Regions from separate parts of the Sus scrofa genome. Here region 2 is linked to region 1. A link is a contact called in public promoter capture Hi-C data. All regions are on one chromosome and are shown on one strand. The core of a region is the stretch at or near the end of the contact, and the rest is flanking DNA. Distances in the headings are between cores, read along the strand shown. Region 1 holds the start of SDF2L1 (stromal cell-derived factor 2-like protein 1). Region 2 holds the start of SERPIND1 (heparin cofactor 2).

Region 1 (6,481 bases), core at 2,395-4,894:
CTGTGGTATAGTTTGCTGATGCAGCTTGGCTCCAGTGTTTCTATGACTGCAGTGTAGTTTGGTGGCTGCAGCTCCGATTCAGCCCCTAACCTAGGAACTTCCATATGCCACAGGCATAGCCAAAAAAAGAAAAAAAAAAAAAAAAAGGCTTGAGCAGAGCAAGAGCTCATAGGGGAGAGGGCAGGGGGAGCAAAGGACCTAACCGTGACCCTCCTCCCCTCAGGTCTCACATTGACTAGAGCTTTTCTCTCACCCACTAAGGTCAATGAGTTCTCAAAAGTGAGGTGCTCTGCCCACCCTCCTCCAAGCCCCTTCCAACCAGCTGCCACCCCCATCCTCTCCTTGGGCTCTATTATTCTCATCCTGCAAAGTCGCATCCTCCACCTCCAGCAGCTCCCCAAAGCCTCTAGGGATGTAATCTCCACTATCACCTCTAGAGGGCACCCACACACCAGAAAAACTACTGTTACCTTCGTATATCAGAACACTATTTATTTATTGTTCCTTTTCTTAAGTTGCAAAGTTTTGCTGGCTCAAATCGTGCCTCTTCCAAGTTCCCTGGTGGCCTAACCGGTTAAGGATCTGGTGCTGGAGTTCCCGTTGTGGCTCAGTGGAAGCGAATCTGACTAGCATCCTTGAGGACACACGTTGGATCCCTGGCCTTGTTCAGTAGGTTAAGAATCCAGCATTGCCATGAGCTGTGGTGTAGGTTGCAGACGTGGCTCGGATCTTGTATTGCTGTGGCTGTAGTGTAGGCCAGCGGCTAAAGCTCCTATTCAACTCCTAGCCTGGGAATCTCCATAGGCCTCGGGTGTGGCCCTAAAAATGTTAAAAAAAAAAAAAAAAAAAAAAAAAAAAAGTACCTGGTGTTGCCACTGCTGTGGCTTGGGTCAGTGTTATGCCACTGGTTTAATCCCTGGCTCAGGAACTTCTTCATGCTGAAGGTGTGGCCAAAAAAAAGAAAAAACTGTGTCTTGTCTTCCAGGAAGACTTGTTAGTGGCTTCAGGGTGGCAGTTCTCTGTGGTTACTTCCCTTGTGATATCTTTTGAAATTTCTCTATGGCCTCAGGACTTTGAAGGGTTGTAGTGGAGCCTGAGATGCTACATTCCAGGGCTGGCTTGGTGTGTGGAGTGCTATTTGCACCAAGAGTGAGGGAAACTGTGATGCAAATTTCCAGCAGATAGGCAGAGTCCTGACCCGGTTCTTGGTCAAAGACGTGTGAGATTGCAGCAACTGCAAGAGGCGCCAAGAGGAGGGGGAGCACCTCAAAGGATGAGGGGGCTGGAGAACTTGTGCCCATCCCAGCTGGCAGAGAGTGGGGCTCCTGCTTTCCCCCTGACCCCAGCCCTGGCCCCCACCCTTATCAGGAAGGTTTGTAAAGCTCAGGGCCTGGGAGCTGGGGTCACTTGCCACTGGACCATCTGAGGGTAGAGCAGGGGCTGTGATGGCCCAGAGCAGTGTTGGGAGTGTACAGAAGAGCATCAGAGAGGTTTGGACAGGTTCAGCTGCCAACTGTTATGGAGATAGAGGTTTTGCACTGAGGAAGAGATGCTGAACCAGGCCAGGGAGGGCTGGCGCTTGCTGGGCACCCCTAGACTCACAGCAAAATACAACCATAGACCAACATTCTTTAATCATAAAGGCACTTAAGAATCCCTACAAACCCAAAGTTTCCCCCAAGAGTGGGTCTGCAGTCAACCCATCCTTCTGCCCTCCATCCACCCATCCAGAGCACTCAGAGTTCATCATGACCTGCAGAGGGGTCCATGCTGGGCTTGATGAAGATGCCTTCCATGGCCTTCCACCTATTGTGAGTGTTGGCGCTGGGCATGCCGTGCACCTCGTGTTGCCCACGGATGGGACTCCCGTATTGCTCACCGGTGACCGAAAGGAACACAGAGGTGCCCACGTGCTGGAAGCGCACTGCAGCCTCCCGCTCCCAGTGCTGCCCTGAGCAGCGCACTGTCCACAGGTCCAGGTCATCACCCTCGCCATCCTCCCCAAAGGCGCTCACCTCCTGTGGGTGCGGGTGGGGCAGGATGGGAGGACAGTAGTCATTATGAAGGGCACTCTGAGACTCCTGTAGACACTTGTCTAGCACTGCGCTCACACCCAGGGGCCTGCCTTGCAACTCTCTGAGCCTCAGTTTCCACAGCTGCAAAATAGGACAACACAACTCCTACCCCCAGCACTCAGAAGCCCCCCACCCCCCACCTCCGTAAATTTTTCAAACACCAGCACATCCCACCTCATCTGGGCAGCGACCACAGGCCCCCACAGGGCCAAGACCTTCTCCTCGCTCCTCCATGTTCCTCCTGTTCTAATCCCTCTGACCCTCACTCAGCATAAAGCCCACACCTCAGGCTGGGCTTAAGATTAAGGTTCTATTAATCTACTTTCTCTTCTGATAACCGTCCAAAAGCATCCTCTGTTCCAGCCCCACCTCCCACCCAGTTCCAATGAACTCCACATGCAAGCTCTTCCTTAGGCCTCAGAGACACTCTCCTCTCTGTGGCCTGGGGGGCTCCTCCTCCTTCCAGGCCCAGCCTGAGTTCCCCCTCCCCTGGAGGGTTTCCATTCCTCACTCCAGTGGCCATAGTGGATTCTCCTCCTCCGCTGTCGGATTGCCCCTCAGGGATGGCACTGTCTAGCTAGATGGCTCTTTCTGCCTGGGCAGAGAGCTCCAGGGGACAGGACCCTGACGCATGCAGTCACCTCGGTGTCCCCAGAGGGGGCGCTCAACAAACACTTCTGATTTGAAATTCCCGTTCCACAGAGGAAGTCGAGGCTCAGAGCCGGCGCCCGGCCCCTCACATATACTCCAGGGGCTCACCTGGTTGTTGGACAGCGGCGAAGGGAAGTGGTGCGTGTGCAGGTTCTTGCCGGTGAGCACGTGAGTCAGCCGAACCGTCTGCCCGCAGCGCACCGGAGACCCGCGCGGACACCCGCCCTCCGAGCCGCCGCGGATTTGCCAGTAGCTGTTGGCGTCGTCGGACGCCTCCACGCCGGTCACCGACTGCTGGCCGCTGCCTAGGGGGAGATACCCCACCCCCGGGGTTGCCGTCAACGCGACAACTCTGACCCTCGGCAAGGACACCATCATTTCTCCCGGACAAGCTCAACCCTGGGACCCAGTGGCTCCCTCAGCCCCTCCCGCCCGGGCGGGACTCAAGTCACCTGGTCCGAAGCTCCCGAATGACATCGCGACCACCCCGTCAAACAGCCAGACTCTGCCCCTTGGTCCGCAACTCCTTCAGTCCCTGATGATTCCCAGACCCCTGGCCGGCAGACCCCCGCCCCACCTCTGTCAGACCCCCACCCCTGGCCGCTACTGCCCGGATGCCGCAGCCCCAGCCCGCGCACCGGATCCGTATTTGATGTCGTGCGAATGCAGCCGCACCCGGTGCTGCGTGTTGAGCAGCTTCAGCACCGACCCACAGGTCACGAGGCCCGAGCCGGTCTTGGCGGCACCGCTGCCCGGCACCAAGAGCGCTAGCAGCAGCCCCAGCAGCGCCGGTCCGGCAGCTCGCCGGCAACCCGCGCTCCACATCGCCCCGGCCGGGCTCTGGCAACTCGGCCCGTGGACGCTTCCGTCTCCGCTGCCGGCCAATCGGGCTCTGACAGAGCCCACCACGGTAGCCAATCGCCGGCCTGCACGGCGCTCCGCCTGCACTGTTATTGAGTCCTTGTGGAAGGGACCCGCCCCCAGCTTTCGAGAGACGCGGCGGGGAGGGGGTTGGAGACACGAGGAGGGTTATGATTGGTCCACGCTTCCGAGGACTCACCAATGAGTATCAAGGGAAGACTGGGGCGGTGCCGAGCGGAGAGAGCTGGTGGCTCGCTCTGCAGGTGAGGGCGGCCCTCCCGTGGCCTCTGGGCCCCAGAACACCTGGTTCGCCTCTTCACGAAGGTCCTTGGCCCTAGATCCCCAGGACCTCAATCATGGTGTCTTCCTTGGGCCCTAAGTCCCGCAGCTGCAGGGTCTTGATGTTGCTCGACCACTGGATTACGTGGTCACAAGTGGACACATCTCAAAAACTCAGTCACCTGGTCCTTCAGTCCCTGGACCCCAGGATGGACTGGTTCCCCAGTCGCTTGGTCTTTACCCCTTCTCCTGCATTGGGTCACCTCAGTTCCTGGACCCTGGAGTTTCTGAATTCCTTGGCCACTCACTGACCCCTTCCAGGGCAGAATCTCATGGTCATTAGGCCGCTGGGCAGCAGAGGGAGCTGTGGTGTAGAGGATAGTGGCAGGTGGTCCCCAGAAAGCACCACCAAGCTGTCTTAGGAAACAAGAGCAGAGGGAGACCAAGTAACTGGGGACCAAGCCTCGGTTACTTTGCGTCCAGGGCTTCAGACCCATAGCCTTCTCAGAGGTCTGTGGGCTCAGTCTTCAAGGGGAGAAACTTACACCACTATTTATTCATTTGTGGAACATTCCTACGTTGACTTCACTCCAAGTCTTTCAATTCACCCCGTCTAGATGGCTCTGACTCCAAATCAGGCTGTGAGGCATCTCTCCTGCCCCAACCCCAGCACCCTCACCACCCTAATACAAGGCGCCTCCCACCCCTCCACATCTACCACCACCTCCTAGAAGAGTTCCCTGCTTCTGATAACTCAGGCCCCTCCAAGACATTTTCTACACAGGAAAGTGGTTTGTGCCTTAAAAATCATAAATTGGATCATGCCAGGTGTCTGCTGAAAGCTACCAATGGTTTCCTGTTACACTGGGAATGAGGGGATGGCAAGAACAGGGTTAGTAATCTCCCTGAAGGCAAAGAAAGGGTTCCAATAGCAGCAGAGACCCCAAGACTGAGTTGGGGAAGCCAATGTGGCTCCACTTGTAGTTTCTGGAGACTCATGGCTCCTCCTGGATGTCCCTTTTCCTGTATACCACATCCCCAGCTCACCTCATAGGTAGGTGCTCAGCACCCTCCACCTGGAGGCCACGGTTTGTCTCCAGGTTCAGATTCCCAGGCCCTACTCAAGGTGTAATAAGTGACAGGCGCGTGGGGGGGGTAGTTTGTTTCCAATCAAGTCTGCTAACAATTCTTCCCACTCTTGCAAGTGCCAGCTGCTCCTCTCCTCAAAGTATGGGGTCCCTCCCCCCATCCCCAACCTGGGCAGGCATCACAAGTGTCTTTGACCATGAGAATGCTGCAGAAATGCTGTTTGGGAAGTTCCAGCAGTCTGGCTTCTTCCCTCTAGGAAGCCAGCCACTGTTCCTGCTGGTCCCAGGCCAGAGGGACCACTGGATGGCCAGGGGCAACACGGAGAGAGATGCTGGAAGGGGAGAGGCCATGTGGCAAGTTCCAGCCATAGACTGGACCCCAGCTGAAAGCAGCCATTCTGGCTCTACCACTGCCAGCTGAGCCTGTCAAACACCAGTGTCATTACAAACACTGATTTTGCCTGAAGCCACTTGAGTCTCAGTTTGTTACATAGCCTGAAACAGGAGCTACGGGGAGATGTCTCTAGCATCATGTGCCAGTGGTGCCCAAAAGGGGCTGCTCCCACCCCAGGAACTGTCTCTAGACGTGTACCTCTGAGGCTGAGGTGGGGCATGTGCTCTACTCCCTTGAGACTACACAGTGGCACCTGGAAGCCAGAGGATATTGGGTGTGCCAACAGGGCCAATCAGCAGCCAAGTGACATGGCAGTCAATTGTGGCCCTGAATGGTGGTGATGGGGGCAGTGGGTGGCCTCAAGGTCAAATATGTGCTGTAAAAGATCCATGCTACAAGAGCTCTGTGGAAAAATGGGTCCCTGATCCCCCACCTCAGGACACCAGCCCCTCTGACTGGCAATGGAGCAAGTGCTCCCCGCCAAATCGCAGTGTATGGATGTGACATAGAGGGTCCTTCCTGCCTGGCTGCAGAAGCAGCTGACAGTGGCTATGTCCTCACCCATAGGCCACTGAGCATGGTCAGTCCAGGATGAGCTGGCCCGGCCTCCACATACTCAGCGAACTCCAGGGGAGGCAAGCCACACCAGGCTCCTGAAGTGGCAGCCTGCAAGGCGAGGCAGAGTGGAGTACCTCCAAGTGCTCCCTTCCCATGGGGTGGGGAGGAGCAGCCAGGGGCTGAAGCCTGGGTGAAAATGCCTGAATAGGAATGAACAGGCAGACGGGAGGAGGGTGCTGAGCTGGGGCCACCGAGCGGCTGGACACTCCAGGGCTGGGAGATGAGAACTGCCAGCCATAGCACCTAGCCATGCCCACAGACCCTTTGAGAAAGAGCTGTCCTGCCCAGGACAACTGCGGAAGGGTAGTTACATGGCAAGCCCAGGGCAGCCAATCCATAGCTTGACTGACCAGCAGCCCTGACATGACCTGCAGGGAAGAAGATTCAGGGGCCGGAGCCAGGAATTACAAATTAGGAAGGCACCCAGGAATGGGCAGATGGGCCCTGGCAGAGGAGCAGCCCTGGGGAAATGGGAACATGATGCATGGGGCCCTGAGGGAGCAGGAACCAGAAGC
Region 2 (6,481 bases), core at 1,572-4,071, 180 kb after region 1:
GACAGAAAGCAACTCAAACCTCCACCTTTTGGAGTTCCCGTCATGGAGCAGGGGTTAACGGATCTGACTGGGAACCATGAAGTTGCGGGTTCAATTCCTGCCCTTGCTCAGTGGGTTAAGGATCTGGCCTTGTCGTGAGCTGTGGTGTAGGTTGCAGACGCGGCTAGGATCCCGCGTTGCTGTAGCTCTGGCGTAGGCTGGCAGCTACAGCTCCGATTAGACCCCTAGCCTGGGAACCTCCATATGCTGCGGGAGCGGCCCAAGAAATGGCAAAAAGACAAAAAAAAAAAAAACAAAACAAACAAAACAAAACTCCACCTTTGACTTGGGGACTACTCCTCACCCTCAGACGTCCTGGCCCCTCTACCCAGGCTCAGGCTGGGAAGTGCTCCATGGCCATGGCACCAGCTGAGCTGCCCTGGCCCCAGAAAAGGAGGATGACAGAAGGATCAGAAAAGGCCACAGAAGAGCTCTGAAGCTCCGAGATGAAGAGGCGGTATAGCTGGGTGCATCAGGACCTGGCAGGAGCATTTCTGTGCAGATGAGAGGAGCCGGAGGTTCTGGACAAGGGCCCTAGGAGAGTGTGGGGTCTTAACTGGCCCCCTATACAGGAAAGGGACTAAAAGAGGTAAAGTGCCAGTGAACTTGCCTGGACACATGGAAGAAGTCGGGGAGCAAGCTGCCTGAGACTGGATGCCTAGAGGCAAGGGGTGGCCCATGGTTCTCCCAAGCGTGGCAGCAGGTGAAGCCTCTGCAGACGCGCTCTGGTGCCCAGGGCTGCAGCGCTGCCGCACCCTCCTGACTCGCCCTCATGACCTCATGAGCCACCCTAGCATGTGGGTACACACAGACACGCATGCATCCATGCACATGGAAACAAGCAGAAGAGTCACAACAGTTAGCCTTCCATCCAGGTGCCTGGGAAATGGACGTCCATCATTCAATTCTTCTAACTACTCTGTACATTTTTAAATGTCATAATAAAAAGCTGGAAACCATACCTAACTGAGGCACACCTTTGAAGTGGAGAGAAAACACTGACTTGTGTGTGACAGAAGGTACAGCTTTAGAGGAAGACCAAAACCACACACTTTTGACAGGTGTCAGATCCAAACATGCCAGGAGTGTTACCAAGGAGTGAAACTCAGTGTTTTCAACAGTGGGTGATAGGATCAGAAATCTGGATGCATATCCAATACAGAAATCTAGGAAACAATGGAGTTCCCATTGTGGCTCAGTGGGTTAAGAACCCAACTAGTATCCACGGTCATGTCAATCTTCACAGCTACCTTCCATAGCGGGTTTGACCACCGCCCTCATTCCGGGGCGAGAGGGAGAGTGTGGGCCTGAAGAAAGCTACTCCTTGGCCAGTGCCCGGGCCCGCCATGCAGGGAGGAGGGCAGCAGGGCAGATGGACACTGGCCAGCCAGGAGTGGATAGCAATGCAGGCCGAGTGCCTCTGAGCAGCCCCAAATAACCACACTTTCCATGTCCTGAACACAACTGCCCTTGACCCACCAGAATCCTCCAGACCCCTTGCCCCCCCTGCAGACCCCCAGAGTCCTACTCTCATTTTATTTTGTTTTTTTTTCCCCATGCCATACAGAAGTTCCCCGGCCAGGGATTGAACCTGCACCTCCATAGCAACTTGAGCCACTGCAGTCGGATTCTTTTTGTCTTTTTGCCATTTCTTGGGCCGCTCCCTCAGCATATGGCGGTTTCCAGGCTAGGGGTCGAATCAGAGTTGTAGCCGCCGGCCTACGCCAGAGCCACAGCAACAGGGTATCCAAGCCGCGTCTGCAACCTATACCACAGCTCACAGCAACACCGGATCCTTAACCCACTGAGCAAGGCCAGGGGTTGAACCCGCAACCTCATGGTTCCTAGTTGGATTCGTTAACCACTGCGCCACGACGGGAACTCCTGCAGTCAGATTCTTAACTGACTATGCCACAAAGCGAACTCCTCCCTGTCATATTAGAAGGTATCTAGGGACAACATGCCAAACTCTCAGGGACAGAAGTGGGGAGCAACTCTGTGACACGGGGTCTTCTTGACAATCCAGGATATATGTATTTTTTTTTGTACTTTTTAGGGCTCAACTCATAGTATGGAGGTTCCCAGGCTAGGGGTTGAATCAGAGCTATAGCTGCTGGCCTACACCACAGCCACGCAATATCCTACACCACACCTCATGGCAACACCTGATACTTGACCCACTGAGTGAGGCCAGGGTTTGAACCTGCAACCTCATGGTTACTAGTCAGATTTATTTCCGCTGCACCCCAACAGGAACTCTGACCATCCAGAATATTCTTACAGCAGCGTTTAAATCACCAATTTAAAAACACAAACTAAAAATAAAACAATCCCTGGCCCCTGGGAATACCTAAGTGGACCCTAGGACTACATGACAGACAGGAGAGCTAGGCGGCACATCCCAACAGAGATGCAACGACCCTTGACTGCAGGCAGGCCTGGGCCAGGGTCTCTACCGCAACTTCCCCTCCACTGTCTCTGAAGGGCCGGGCTCATGGGAGGCTGGGGACATCTGCCAGGTTCCAAGTCGAGAGCTGTGATTGCTTAGAGGAAGAACTTGTGGTTCAAGGGACCCTGAGTGGTCTCCACTTGCATGGGAGCATTAGAGCTGCCACCCCAATGCAACCCAGCCCAGAGCTGAAATGTCCTGGCTGCCCCATGAGTGCATCCACAAAGATGGTCACGCCTCCGCAAGTCACCCAGCGGTGCCCAAAGGCGAAGAGAGGGCTTTGTGCTGACGAAGCTGATCGAGCTCTGTTTGATCTGGGACGTATTTACTTTGGAAAATGCAAGAGCAGCCCAGCACCAAAGTTCACACTGGTGGCCTTGGCCGATTCTGTCCCTGCAAAGCCCCTTCTCAGCAGCACAGAGGTGAGTGTTTTCTAACATTTTTTGTCGAATACGGATTCTTATTTGTGGTAGTTAGAGATGGGCAACTGGTGTGTTTCTCCATCATACACACATTCAAATGCTCTCTGCACTATCTTTGTGGGGAAATGTCTTGTTTTCCATCTGCCCAGTGGGGAGCTGACAGGCTGGAAGAGGGGACTGCACTAGTTAGAGTGGCAAGTTGGGAAGCAGGTGAAGTGGGAGGATATCTGGGTTCTGGGTCATCTCATATGGTTCAGAAAAATAATGTGTGCGTGTCACATAGGCACATATACATATGTGTGTACAGAGACCTGGTGAGTCTGCAGAAAGATACAGGGCTGTTCTGTAAGCTGTGCTTTCAACTCTCCTGTGAATCTGCAGTTATTTCATAAAAAGTGTTCACAACCCCAGGCAGCTCCTTCTGTTATACCTGCTCTGTGCCCGGAGGTGTGGATGGCTGGGCAAACGCTCTGAGGTGGGACTAAGATGTCCACCCCACTCCACGCAACTAGCATGAGAAGGCACTACAGGAAATGACCAGAAAAACAATTTTTTGAATGATCTACCTTTAAAAAAGATTGCTTCTCTGCAAAGACAGTAATCTGGATTTAAACACAAGCTAGTGATAATTTTAAAGTATCCTATTTGTTGGAGTTCCCGTCGTGGCTCAATGGTTAATGAATCTGACTAGGAACCATGAGGTTGCGGGTTCGGTCCCTGCCCTTGCTCAGTGGGTTAATGATCTGGCGTTGCCGTGAGCTGTGGTGTAGGTTGCAGACACGGTTTGGATCCTGCGTTGCTGTGGCTCTGGCGTAGGCCGGTGGCTACAGTTCCGATTAGACCTCTAGCCTGGGAACCTCCATATGCCGCGGAGTGGCCCAAAGAAATAGCAAAAAGACAAAAAAAGACAAAAAAAGAAAAAAAAGAAAAAGAAAAAGAGCAAAACTACAAAAAAAAAAAAAAAAGTATCCTATTTATTATACTAACCGGCAAAGCAACAAAAAGATTTACTTTTCTGATTTCTAATTTTTATCCACAGAAAATATGAGAGAATAATGAAACAATGAAACCTATTTTGGGCTTTTCATCACCTTAGCCAGAAACAGGGTACAAGAAGCTTCCACATGTACTATCTGAATATGGGGGAAAATATGACTGTTTTCACCTCTGCCTCCCTATTCGGTCTCAGATTCCTTTTTCTTAACTCTTATTTATTCCACTTTTTTTTTTTTTTTTTTTTTTTTGCTTTTTAGGGCCACACCTGTGGCACATGGAGGTTCCCAGGCTAGGGGTTGAATCAGAGCTGTAGCTGCTGGCCTACACCAGAGCCACAGCAAAGCCAGATCCAAGCCACGTCTGAGACCTATACCATAGCTCACGGCAACGCCGGATCCTTAACCCACTGAGCGAGGCCAGGGATCAAGCCCTTGTCCTCATGGAGGCTAGTCAGATTCGTTTCCGCTGAGCCACAACCGGAACTCCCCAGCTGGGTTTTTTAAAACCTTATTCTCACCTCAGAAGAATATTTTCAAGTGCAGCCTAGCAAGGAGACTTCCACCAAACTGCTTACTTCCTTCTATTTTTTTTTTTTTTTTTGTCTTTTTAGGGCCATACCTGCGGCATATGGAGGCTCCCAGGCTACGGTTCGAATCAGAGACGTAGCCCTTGGCCTACACCACAGCCACAGCAATGCCAGATCGAAGCCAAGTGTGTGACCTACACCACAGCTCATGACAATGTGGGATCTTTAACCCACTGAACGAGGCCAAGGATCAAACCTGCATCCTCGCGGTTACTAGTCAGATTCATTTCCACTGAACCATGACAGGAATTCCCTTTTCTAACTTTTTAAAGCACCCTGCCATGGGTTCTATGGCAGTCACTCGATAGAAGTTGTCCCTGCACCCAGGCTACGTGTAGCACTGGGGCCTCAGCTATGTGCTGGGGGAGGTGTGGGGTGCATGGGGTAGGAAAAGCAACAGAGGTTTCAGTCAGAAGCCACGTGAGAGTCCCTCTCCAGGAGAGCAAGTGAGGTGACTTGTGTTAGCAGTGCTGCAGTGGATAGAGGGGACTGGGCGGGGACACAGAGCTGGAACTCCAGGCAGACAGGCAGAGCCTCCACATGGGGGATGGGGAGGGGAGGTGCTCTTCTGCCCTGGTTCCAATGTAGCCACTGCACAGCACAGGCAGGCTCCGGATCCTGACCTGTAAATGCTGGGACCTAACAAACTTGACAAGACACTCTACTCTTTCTAGCGGGATCAGAAGGGGTGATGGGATCCTGTACAATTAAACAACAGCATAAACATCTACTGTCACTCTCCTGGAGAAACACAGAAGTACCGAATTAATAGCTCCTTTCCAAGGACAAAATTCACACCCAGAAAGACAGAAGAGAAGGACAAGGCCATCTGGTAGTCCAACTGATGAGACAGGGAGGGAGGGTGGGCAGCTTACCCTCTGTATCTATTAAAAATGAACCTTGTTTCTATAAATAGCGCCCCCTCGGGCCTTTGGGAAGAGCCTTCACTCAGACCTCATGGGCCTAGTAGCATTATTTCTAACCCCACACCAGCAGCACTTCAGGGGAAGATCTGGTCCCCTGACAGCAGTGGGAGCTGACTGACAGATACAGGGGAAAAAAGGCACACCTGCAGCTAGCCATGCACTCCCCTTCCTGTGCAGCAAGACCTTTCCTGCCTTGGCCACAATGGTCCCTACCTGGTGGGGGAGACTCTGTGCCTCCAGGGCTCAACATGGAGAAGGGAGGCCGCATTTAGTGAATGAATGACAAACTCCTGCACCCCTGAACCCTATAGTTCTGCAAACCTCTTAAAGGATCTGATCTGGGGGACCACAGACTCTCCTGGCAGGTTTACGAAGCCACCCGAAATGTGAGGTATCTATTTATATTCACCAGAACCAAAATGGTTTGGGACTGGCACCCCCAGTGCACCCTCCTGGATCAAGGCTGGGGCGGTGTCTGCCAGGATATATGTAAGTATGGGGTCTACCTCTTACTCTGTCTGGTTCTCCCTCCAGCTCTGCCAAAATGCAGCGCTCACCACACCCCCTCATGCTATTTCTTCTCCTGGCATCCGTGTGTGGCAAGCATGGCCTGGTGGGCCAGCCCGTTGATGGTGGGGAGGACCCCAAGTCTGCAGACCCCCGGTGGGGGCAAATGAAGAGCAGAAACCAAAGCAGGCCCCTCCTCCCCACTGACTTCCACAAGGACACAGTCACCAATGAGTGGATTGCAGATGGAGAGGAGGACGAGGACTACCTGGACCTGGAGAAGATCTTTGGGGATGATGACGACTACATTGACATCGTGGATGCAGTCTCGCCTGCAGACCCCATGGCCAGTGCAGGGAATGTGCTCCAGCTCTTCCCAGGCAAGAGCCGCATCCAGAGACTGAACATTCTCAATGCCAAGTTCGCCTTCAACCTCTACCGGGCACTGAAGGAGCAGGCCAGTGCCTCAGACAACATCTTCCTGGCGCCTGTGGGCATCTCCACGGCCATGGGCATGCTCTGCCTGGGCCTGCGCGGGGAGACCCACAAGCAAGTG

Evidence for each region. Promoter capture Hi-C pulls out the DNA fragments that hold promoters and counts their contacts.
Region 2: a contact with region 1 is called in a promoter capture Hi-C map of liver, with 2.9 times the contacts expected there. The contact joins the promoter of SERPIND1 here to the promoter of SDF2L1 in region 1. A contact is called at or near these places in 3 of 5 promoter capture datasets (fetal liver and liver), 19 of 47 Hi-C or Micro-C datasets (alveolar macrophages, blood, brain and 11 more) and 2 of 2 datasets of contacts at active chromatin or transcription factors (alveolar macrophages and skeletal muscle).

What each region holds. Positions count from the first base shown.
Region 1 is chr14:50,247,992-50,254,472 of Sscrofa11.1, forward strand. It overlaps SDF2L1 (stromal cell-derived factor 2-like protein 1), which reads right to left and starts at 3,645. Exons shown (of 3, transcript XM_001929542.5): 1 at 3,365-3,645; 2 at 2,835-3,031; 3 at 1,616-2,018. The coding sequence starts at 3,551. The coding sequence ends at 1,737. LOC110256815 reads right to left here. Exons shown (of 3, transcript XM_021073687.1): 2 at 5,910-6,014; 3 at 3,922-4,002. The coding sequence ends at 3,922.
Region 2 is chr14:50,424,300-50,430,780 of Sscrofa11.1, forward strand. It overlaps SERPIND1 (heparin cofactor 2), which reads left to right and starts at 2,822. Exons shown (of 5, transcript XM_001929566.5): 1 at 2,822-2,910; 2 at 5,953-6,481. The coding sequence starts at 5,963. The region is part of intron 19 of PI4KA (phosphatidylinositol 4-kinase alpha); the gene reads right to left.